Regions from separate parts of the Triticum aestivum genome. Here region 2 is linked to region 1. Evidence: chromatin contacts called from public Hi-C data. All regions are on one chromosome and are shown on one strand. Each heading gives the region's core, a stretch centred on a gene start, on an enhancer-like site or on the middle of the called end of the contact. The rest is flanking DNA. Distances are from core to core; before and after follow the strand shown. Region 1 holds the start of LOC123162439 (auxin response factor 17). Region 2 has its middle 50 kb from the start of LOC123162439.

Region 1 (4,511 bases), core at 1,003-3,502:
TATGCGGACATGACTGCAATTGTAGAGAAGTAAGTTAAATCGATCATTATCGCACCATATCGGCAACTTCAATTTGTTCATTTCCTGATATCAAGTAATTCTTTTCTTTGTCTGGCAGGGTTTGGAATAAATTCACCTCAAAAACTCTGGGACTGCCGAAGAAGCTGTAATTTAGACACCCGAAAGTAAGTACTATAGTAGCATGTTCCACACATCTCCTAGTGATTCAAGCGCTAGTTTCATCAATACCATTTAGCATGCTTGCTAATTATCAGTTTGATCGACCTTTATTTCTTGTAAAGTGGTTGTGGCAGGAACAAGGGAATAATTACTGTGGATACTACATTTGCGAGTCCATCCGCCACACGACCTGTGAGCGGGGCTACTCCGACAAACAATATGAAGTGCGTAAATAATAATATTCACAATTTTATTTTATTACCATCATTTGTGTTCAGTTTTATTTATTCATATATATGTGTTGACCCCCTTCTTCAAATTAGATATTTTGGATGCGAGATGAACTCCTACCACCAGATCGTATGCGAGGAATTCAAGAGGAATTGGCGGCATTCTTTCTTGACCACGTGATCGCTAAAGACGGAGAATACCATGTGGACCCTAATCAGTTGGTTTTTAATTAGGAGATTATATTGTAAGAGATAATTATATTGTATATATGTAGCCAGTAGCGTCGGATAGATATACAAGAACTTGTTGTTCAACCAATCTCTCAGAGAAGGAGAGGTGGTCGATATCACTTCTCTCTGTATGCATATGTTCATGACGATCTTCTGTTTCCTTCATTTGCTTACTAGCTAGCGTGTCTAGTCCTCTCTATACGTATAGTACGTAGGTCGACCAAGCACGGAGATAAGAGAGGACACTTCTCTGTATTAATTAGCTAGCTAACACAATATATGGAACATCTAAATTAACCCCCTACCCCCCCCCCTTAAAAAAATAAAAACCCTAACACCTGAAATGCTGACGTGTGGATGCCTATTCGTCCCGGTTGGTGCCACCAACCGGGACCAAAGGGCCTCCTGCCTGGGCTCGCCGCACCGGCCACGTGGAGGCCCATTTGTCCCGGTTTGTGTAAGAACTGGGACTAAAGGTCAAGGGCATTAGTAACGACCTTTTAGTCCCGGTTCCAAAACCAGGACAAAAGGCCCTTAGGAACCGGGACAATTGGCCCTTTTTCTACTAGTGGATTTAGGGTGATGGAAATGTTCTCTTGTAACCCCATTCAAAGCAAACCTCAAGAAAAAACCCTATGTGATTCAATAGTACAAATCAAGTAACCAAGAATTGTACATTTTTTGGCCGGCTGAAAATCTTTACTCGTAAGGTGACAACCTAGAGTGTCCATTCCTTATGACAAATAATTGAGTAGTAACACATTTGGCTAATTTGAACTTATGTTCTTGAAATGTTCCACGAATTAACTAAAGCCACATGTTCTTTGGGTTCAGTTTTGTGATTCACTCTGTCCAGTTTGTTAAATTGTACATGTAATAAGTTATTGATATGGGCTGTTGATTCTATTATAAGCAGAATTTTAGTAGCACATTTGAGCAATTTCAACTTTCGATCCTGAAATGCCGTGCATTTTTGTCCCCCCCCCCCCCCCCCCCCCCCCGCGAAAGAAAAGTTTACAAATTTCAATGCAGATTAAAGATGGAGATTAAAACTTACCGCTTTAACAAGGAGGTTTAGATTGTTCTGATCTATTGTTTGATGCACCGGGAAAGGAATATAATTAGTTGGCCGTGAATGTACGAGAATACCCTTTTTAAGTATCTTTAAGATCCGTCCAAACTCTTAGGGGGTGTACCGAAGCGAAACTCATTTCGTCCATTTTCGGGATTCACGCGGCGCAACCTGGTCGATTTTTTTTTATAAAAAGAGGGACAAAAATTCCATGTAGTAACTGAAAACAGCAAAGCTGCTTTTTCATCAAATACAAACACCACCATTAATCCCTGTGCTTCCAGCAAGCAAGAAAAGCTACTATACACACACCACCATTAATTGAGTAGCCGCACTCCACTAGGGAGAAAACGTTCACATCACTCACACAGGCACATCGTCCATGCAACGCTCACTCCTCACTGCACATGCCACACATATTCCGGGGAGCATGAGCACACGCCTCATCAACACTGCTATAAAAATACCTGCTCCTGCACAACTGTACAAGTATACTTCTGCTACTACTCTACTTCCCAAGTCGCTTAGTAAAACGAACGAAAGGGCGTACGTACAGTACACGATTTTACTACCAGGGAGAGAGAGAGGGGGGCTGAGGAAAGCGGCCAGCACCACTCGTGGGGTTAAAACCCCAAGAACAGGTCCAGCGGCGGCAGCGGCCAGAGCCAGAACAAGCAAGCAGCCAGAGGAGGAAGAAGCAAGCAAGCCGAGCCCAAGAAAAGCAAAGCCGGACCGAGGCAAGCAAGCAACCAGCTGTAACCGCAGCTCCTGAGCTCTGAAGCAAGCAGGAAAGGAGGCGGCGGCGGAGCAGCGAGCATGCCCGTCTCCGGCGGCGGCGCTCGGATCTGCCGGGGGGCGCGGCGCTGAGCCGTCGGGAGCTCGCGGGCGCGAGATCCGACGGGGCGGCTCCTCGGATCGACCGTTTCCCGGCTCCGGCGGCCGTGACGGCGGCGGCCCCTGCGCATTCCGGCGCCCGGGGATCGCGGCTCCCGGCCGGCTTCTGCTGCCCTCGGAGGCGGCAACTTGGGCGGAACTCCCGCGGTGATTGCCCGGGGAGGAAGGAAGCGTGACTGCGCACGGCAAAAGGGGCTCGGCTCCCTTCCATTCCATTCCATTCCGTTCCCTGGCGAGTGAGTTGGCGAGGAGGAGCAGGAGGAGCCGGGAAAGCGACGGGTTTATTAGGGAAGGCGCTGCGATTTGGCCTGAAAAGGAGGAATCTTTCCTCCGCTCTCCCCTTCCTTCCCCGCCTCCGCGCACGCTCTTTTATTGCTGCCCCCCTCCATCAGATCGGTCTCTGATTGGCCTTTTTCATCGCAACAAAAAATGAGGCTCTCGTCGCCGGCGGGCGCCGTCCTCCCGGCCCAGGCGCCGGCGTCGCCGGAAGGTACGGTATTCTTCTGTCTCCTGCCCCGTCCGTGGGCTGCCGCCCATTACTGCTGCTGCCCTCGCTCTTCATTTATTCGCTGTCCGTGTGATTTGGAGTTTGTGGGACTAGCAGTACTACTTGGCTCTCGTTTGTGCTTGTGATTTTTCCTCGGAGGCTCTCTCCTCGGATTGATTATGACCGTGTGATCAGGCCGTCGTAGCCCAATGCGTCGAATTCGAGTCTGGAGTAATATTTGGATTTGTTAGGGGTTGTTGCAATTGATTACATGAAAATGCTTCTTGTGTGTTTTGGGGGTACTTTTATGCCTGCGAAATTGCAGTTCAGTACTAACTTCTTTGGAATGGGATTTCAGTTCTGCAATCTCGCCTATTTCCCATCCAATTTCCTGCTCTGCGTGTTAATTAGTTATTTTTTTACTGGAATAAATATGTGTATTTTCGTCTGAAAAATTGCTGATTTTCATGTAAGATGAAGAAGAAATTAATAACCTTAGGCCACTAATTAGAAGTTCATTTCGTTGCATGCCCACCTTCTTGAATAATCTTTAAGGCCAGCATATGAATTCAGAGCTGTTACAGCCCCTAGAGCCATCATTATCTGTTAAAAATCAGCACTGACAAGTCTTTTGCTCATATGATTATGTCATTACAGCTGCTGAGGAGCACAAGTGCCTGAATTCGGAGCTATGGCACGCCTGCGCCGGCCCGCTCGTCTCCTTGCCCGCGGTCGGCAGCAGGGTGGTGTACTTCCCACAGGGTCACAGCGAGCAGGTTGGTGCAGAATTCCACCTCCAGTGCAAGGAACTTTGCATGATCCTGAATCCTAACCTCCGTCGCCGAACAGAAAAAAATCTGGCTTAATTATCTCAGAAATCGTTTGCTTTCTTTGTCTATGTAGATTATTTACTGGGTGAATTTCTGTCTCAGGTAGCCGCATCGACGAATAAAGAGATCGAGTCTCAGATCCCCAACTACCCCAATTTGCCTCCACAGCTTATCTGCCAGCTGCACAATGTGACCATGCATGTAAGTGTGGAGATTTGGAGCACATATTTTTACCAGCTAAGTAATATCACTGCTATCTTTTTGTTTGATCATTGGTTTTATTATTACCTTCAGGCTGATGCGGAGACGGACGAGGTCTATGCGCAGATGACCTTGCAACCACTTAACCCGGTAATTCATATCACTCTTTTTGTGTGTGAAATTTTTTTCATATTTACCATGTCCTATGTGCAAGTTTTTTTTAACTCAGTATCCAAGAGAGTAACTTTAGCTTGCTTCTCTTTTCAGCAAGAGCTCAAAGATCCGTATCTACCTGCTGAATTAGGTACTGCAAACAAACAGCCAACGAATTATTTTTGCAAAACATTAACTGCGAGTGACACAAGCACGCATGGCGGCTTCTCTGT
Region 2 (4,511 bases), core at 648-3,147, 50 kb before region 1:
GCGGCCGTACCGCGCCACGGCGCCCTCCTGTCCTGCCTGCATGCGCCGCGCGGCAGTGGTACGTGTAGGTGTAGGTCGTGGTACCGGCGCGGGCGCGGCGGACGGTGGGGGCCCGGCCGCCGATGCCAAAACGCATCGCTGCGTACTCTCTTGTGATTAGTTTTAGTGGCAAGTGCACGCCGGCCCTTTGCTTCCCTGGTTACGTGCGCGAGACACGTTTAGTTTATGATCAAAGTCGCCGTCGTCGACGTCAGGTTTAAGCATGTTTGTTTTATTGCTTCCAGCTTAACGGGTTTGTTTGATAGCTGCTGCGAGACTGTGCGTGGCTTCGTCAGACCGTTTGGTCATCTCATATGCAGCGCTGCCAGTGCAGTAGGCGTGGTGTAGCTTGATAAATGGTGAGCATATGCACCCTTGCAGTGGTTTAAGGACAAACACTAGCACGCCCTGCGATGGATTGTAACGTGCATACAGGTCGGCCGTGTAGGCGGCCGGACGGCACGGTCCCTCCCCCTCGCGGGCGCATGTAGTACGCACACCCCTGACCCGCGGCATCGCATCGCACTTGTGCGCGGACGACGCCGTGCCGTGCGCGCCCGCGTCAGAACCGACGTCCAAAAGGTCATCCACCGCCACCGCCGCTCGCTCCGGCCTTGGTGTCCTTGCCCGCCGCGACGCGGGAGGCACGTACCGTGTGAAAGGCGTGGCCGATTTACCTCGCCTCGCCGCAGAGCGCTTTTCGGCCCGGCTCTGACGCCGCGGTTGTTGTTGACGACGGTGCCACCGCCAACGACCCCGCTCACGCTTCCATGTGCGCGCGCCCGCACTGACCCGACCCGAGCCGGCCGGTTCCGCGTAACCCGGAGCGCGGCGACGCGACGCGACGTGAGCCGGAGCCGTGCGCGCCTGTCGGTCGGCACGAGGAGCCACTCCGGACGAGCTCCTGCCCACGACTCGCCGTGGACTGGACTCGCGCACGACACGAGTCCAGTCCGAGCGGAACCTTGCACGGAATCTCTCTAGCTACCCCAGCGACTCCGCACCTGACGACGCACGCACGCCACAGGCACCAGCAGCAGCATCAGCGTGACCCGGGCAGGGAATCATGCCTGATCCGGACCTCCACGAAAACGCATGTGATCCACGCTACCACTCCGCAGTATTCTAGCAGCATCCGTCCATCCATCCCTACCCGGGACAGCGCAGCGCGGCGCGGCAGGTCCACGACCAAAACACCAATTATCCCCACGATTGGTCGACTAATAGTAACCAGGAGTTTACCCCATCCCGGACATGTCGCCCGGCCACCCAGCACGCCCGCACGCACGCCCATTCCCAGCCGGCGCTAACAAAATCAAAGAGAAACTAATAATTATAATAATAAAATCCCGGCCGATGGTGTGGAGGCCGGTCAGGGCGCTGTCGAGCTTTTTCGCCTGAGGCCGACGGGTCCGGCCGCGCGCCGTTCCTGTCGCCGGGAAAGGAGACGACGAGGAGGACGCGCTCCACGTATCCCTGTCCTTCCCACCGCCGTATTTGGTAGTACCAGATCAAATCGGTGTGTATCCATGCTTGTGGTTGTATGTACTCCTACCTGCGTAGTAGTAGTACGTGTGTAGTAGAAGTAGTATCCGAGATCGGTGAGATGGGGATGGAGACGGACGGGCCGGGCCTGCGCGTGATAAATGCCGCCCCCATCAGCAAACAGTTCCACGAAAGGAACCGCTCCGGCGCTCTTGTGCGGAAACGGATCCAGGCGCTTGTGAGAAAATAGGAGCGCCGTATGTATACATCATTCTCGAATTTACGTGGGCCTGGTTACATATGGCTGCACCTGTGGAGCACGTACGTGCCATGTGGCACGGCGTTGATTTTTTTCCGTTTCTGGTTCATGTAGTACGATCGGAGCTGAGCTGTCACCAACCCGGTCCTCGGTCCTGACCGTTGGATCGAGTTGGACGGTCGATATATATGGTACTCAGACAAATTAACTGTCGCTGTCAGACAGATTGCGTTCCGTTCATTTTTGGCTGGCAAATCAAGGTTTCTGTGTGTAATCTTGGATCCTTTCGCCTAGATTAACATAGTAGCCGGTACTACTCCACGTACTGCTGCTAATAACGGCAAATGTGTTGAGCCAAGATCGTCGTTTGAGTCTAGTGCAGTGGCTAGTTTGACTGCTACGGCATTACTACAACCACTCCAACCAGATTAGGACTGCCAGATGAATTTAATAAGCACCTTCATGAGCATAGCGTGACGGAAGAGGCCAAGACGAAGCGCAAATTCGGATGAGGGTGGCGTCACATGTTTTGTTCCCCAGCGGTTTACTCCTAGCAGAGCTGGTTCCCAGAAATGGTAATAATACTACTAATTGCTACTCCCTCCGTTCCTAAATATAAGTCTTTTTAGACATTTCAATCAGACTATAACATACAGATGTATGTAGACATATTTTAAGTGAAGATTCACTCATTTTGTTTCGTATGTAGTCACTTGTTGAAACTTCTAGAAAGACTTATATTTAGGAACGGAGGGAGTACTACAAACAAAACCTGTAAAACCTCTACTCCCCCTGTCCATATATAAGGCCTAATGCGGCTTTCGAGACTAACTTTAACCACATGTTAAAATAATATATATATGACACAAGTTACACAAAGCATACCATCAAATTTATACGTGAATGAAGCTTCCAATGATGTAATTTTTACACTATACATCTCATATACTATTAATCTTACCAAAAGTCAATGGATATCTTAAGAAATGAATTAGGCCCTATATATATGAATGGAGGGAGTACTAAAATTTGTGATGTACTACGGTTTTAGTTCAATGAATTAAACCCCAACACTTATTATGGATTGGTGGGGTACTTTTTTTAACAAAAATTAATGATGTACTTGCTCTGTTCATATGCACCCATTTTCTATTTTTCTTGAGTTTATTTCTAATGTGCAAAGTCATTGCTCCGAGTTTGCAACAATTGTATATCACCTTGATGCGGCAGATTAGATGAAAATTCTTTTACCTAAAAAGTTTTACCTGGCTTGCTATATAATATCTTGATATGTGATTTTCCTCCGCCATGAGAAATCGACTTTTCTGCCAAATTTGACATGTATGCATGTCTTGTTGGAAATATGCCCTATAGGCAATAATAAAGTGATTATTATTATATTTCTTTATTCATGATAATCGTTTATTATCCATGTTAATTGTATTGACCGGAAACTCAAATACATGTGTGGATACATAGACAACAACATGTCCCTAGTGAGCCTCTACCGGACTAGCTCGTTGATCAAAGATGGCTATGGTTTCCTAGCCATGGACATTAGTTGTCATTTGATAATGGGATCACATCATTAGGAGAATGATGTGACTGACAGGACCCAAACTATAAACCTAGCATATGATCGTATCAAGTTTATTGTTATTGTTTTCTGCATGTCAAGTATCTGTTCCCATGGCCATGAGATCATGCAACTCACTGACACCGGAGGACTACCTTGTGTGTCTCAAACGTTGCAACATAATTGGGTAATTATAAAGATGCTCTAAAAGTATCTCCGAAGGTGTTTGCTGGTTTGGCATGTATCGAGACTGGGATTTGTTAATCCGTGTGACAGAGAGATGTCTTTGGGCCCTTTCGGTTATACAACATCGTAAAGAGCTTGCAAGCAATGCGCATAATGAGTTAGTGACGGGATCTTGTATTACGAAACGAGTAAAGAAACTTACCGGTAACGAGATTGAACTATGTATGAAAATACCGACGATCGAATCTCGGGCAAGTAACATGTTGCCTTGTGATCTTGAACAATGTATGGAGATTGAACTATGTAACGAGATTAAACTATGTATGAGCATTTGAACAATGTCAACTTGTGATCTTGAAATGTTTCCACAACTAACTAAAGTTGCACTTTTCTTGTCCAGTTTTGGGATTCACCCCCTTGCAGCCTGATCAACCTTTTTCTTAAAAGAAAATCACGTAACAGAAAATTGCGAAGTTGCTTTTAAAAATACAAACAACGCTAATCTCCGTGTTTCCCAGAACAAAAGCTACACAAGTCCAAAAACAACACTGCTTCATTATGGAAAAAACTTTCAAACGACAAGGAGAAAAACAACATTAATTTCATTTAAAGTTCATATTGTGTGTTATGACGTTAAATAAGATACATTACCTATGTTTGTATGCACCTTTTTAAAATATTTTTGTGGCAAGTTTATTGTAATGTGAAAAGTCATTCCAGGAGTTTAAATATTTATGTTTCCCTGATGCGACGATTGAATGAAATTCCCTTTTATCGGGAAAACTGTACCTAGCATGATGTACAATAATTTAATATGTAAATTTTCTCTGCTCGTACGTAATCAGTAATCTGGCTTCCCGCCAAGTTTTACATCCATTCATGCCTACATATCCCAGTAATGCCAAGATTGATCCATAAATTATTGAAATTACTAGCTACTATGTTTTCTCAGCGGGTTACTATGTT

What was found. Hi-C and Micro-C count contacts between places; a contact is called where the count stands out from the background.
Region 2: a contact with region 1 is called in a Hi-C map of leaf, with 4 times the contacts expected there. The contact joins the enhancer-like site here to the promoter of LOC123162439 in region 1. A contact is called at or near these places in 4 of 5 Hi-C or Micro-C datasets (leaf, root and an unstated tissue) and 1 of 1 datasets of contacts at active chromatin or transcription factors (leaf).

Annotation. Positions count from the first base shown.
Region 1 is chr7B:630,786,078-630,790,588 of IWGSC CS RefSeq v2.1, reverse strand. It overlaps LOC123162439 (auxin response factor 17), which reads left to right and starts at 2,252. Exons shown (of 14, transcript XM_044580216.1): 1 at 2,252-3,097; 2 at 3,752-3,870; 3 at 4,027-4,125; 4 at 4,219-4,275; 5 at 4,393-4,511. The coding sequence starts at 3,037.
Region 2 is chr7B:630,836,022-630,840,532 of IWGSC CS RefSeq v2.1, reverse strand. No RefSeq gene overlaps it. Among protein-coding and RNA genes, the nearest start is that of LOC123162439, 50 kb to the right of the region's middle. Within about 2 kb of position 1,897, at least 6 of the 8 cell types and tissues checked have an H3K27ac peak or open chromatin away from gene starts, as enhancers often do. A contact at or near this core is called in leaf and root, where this site is marked.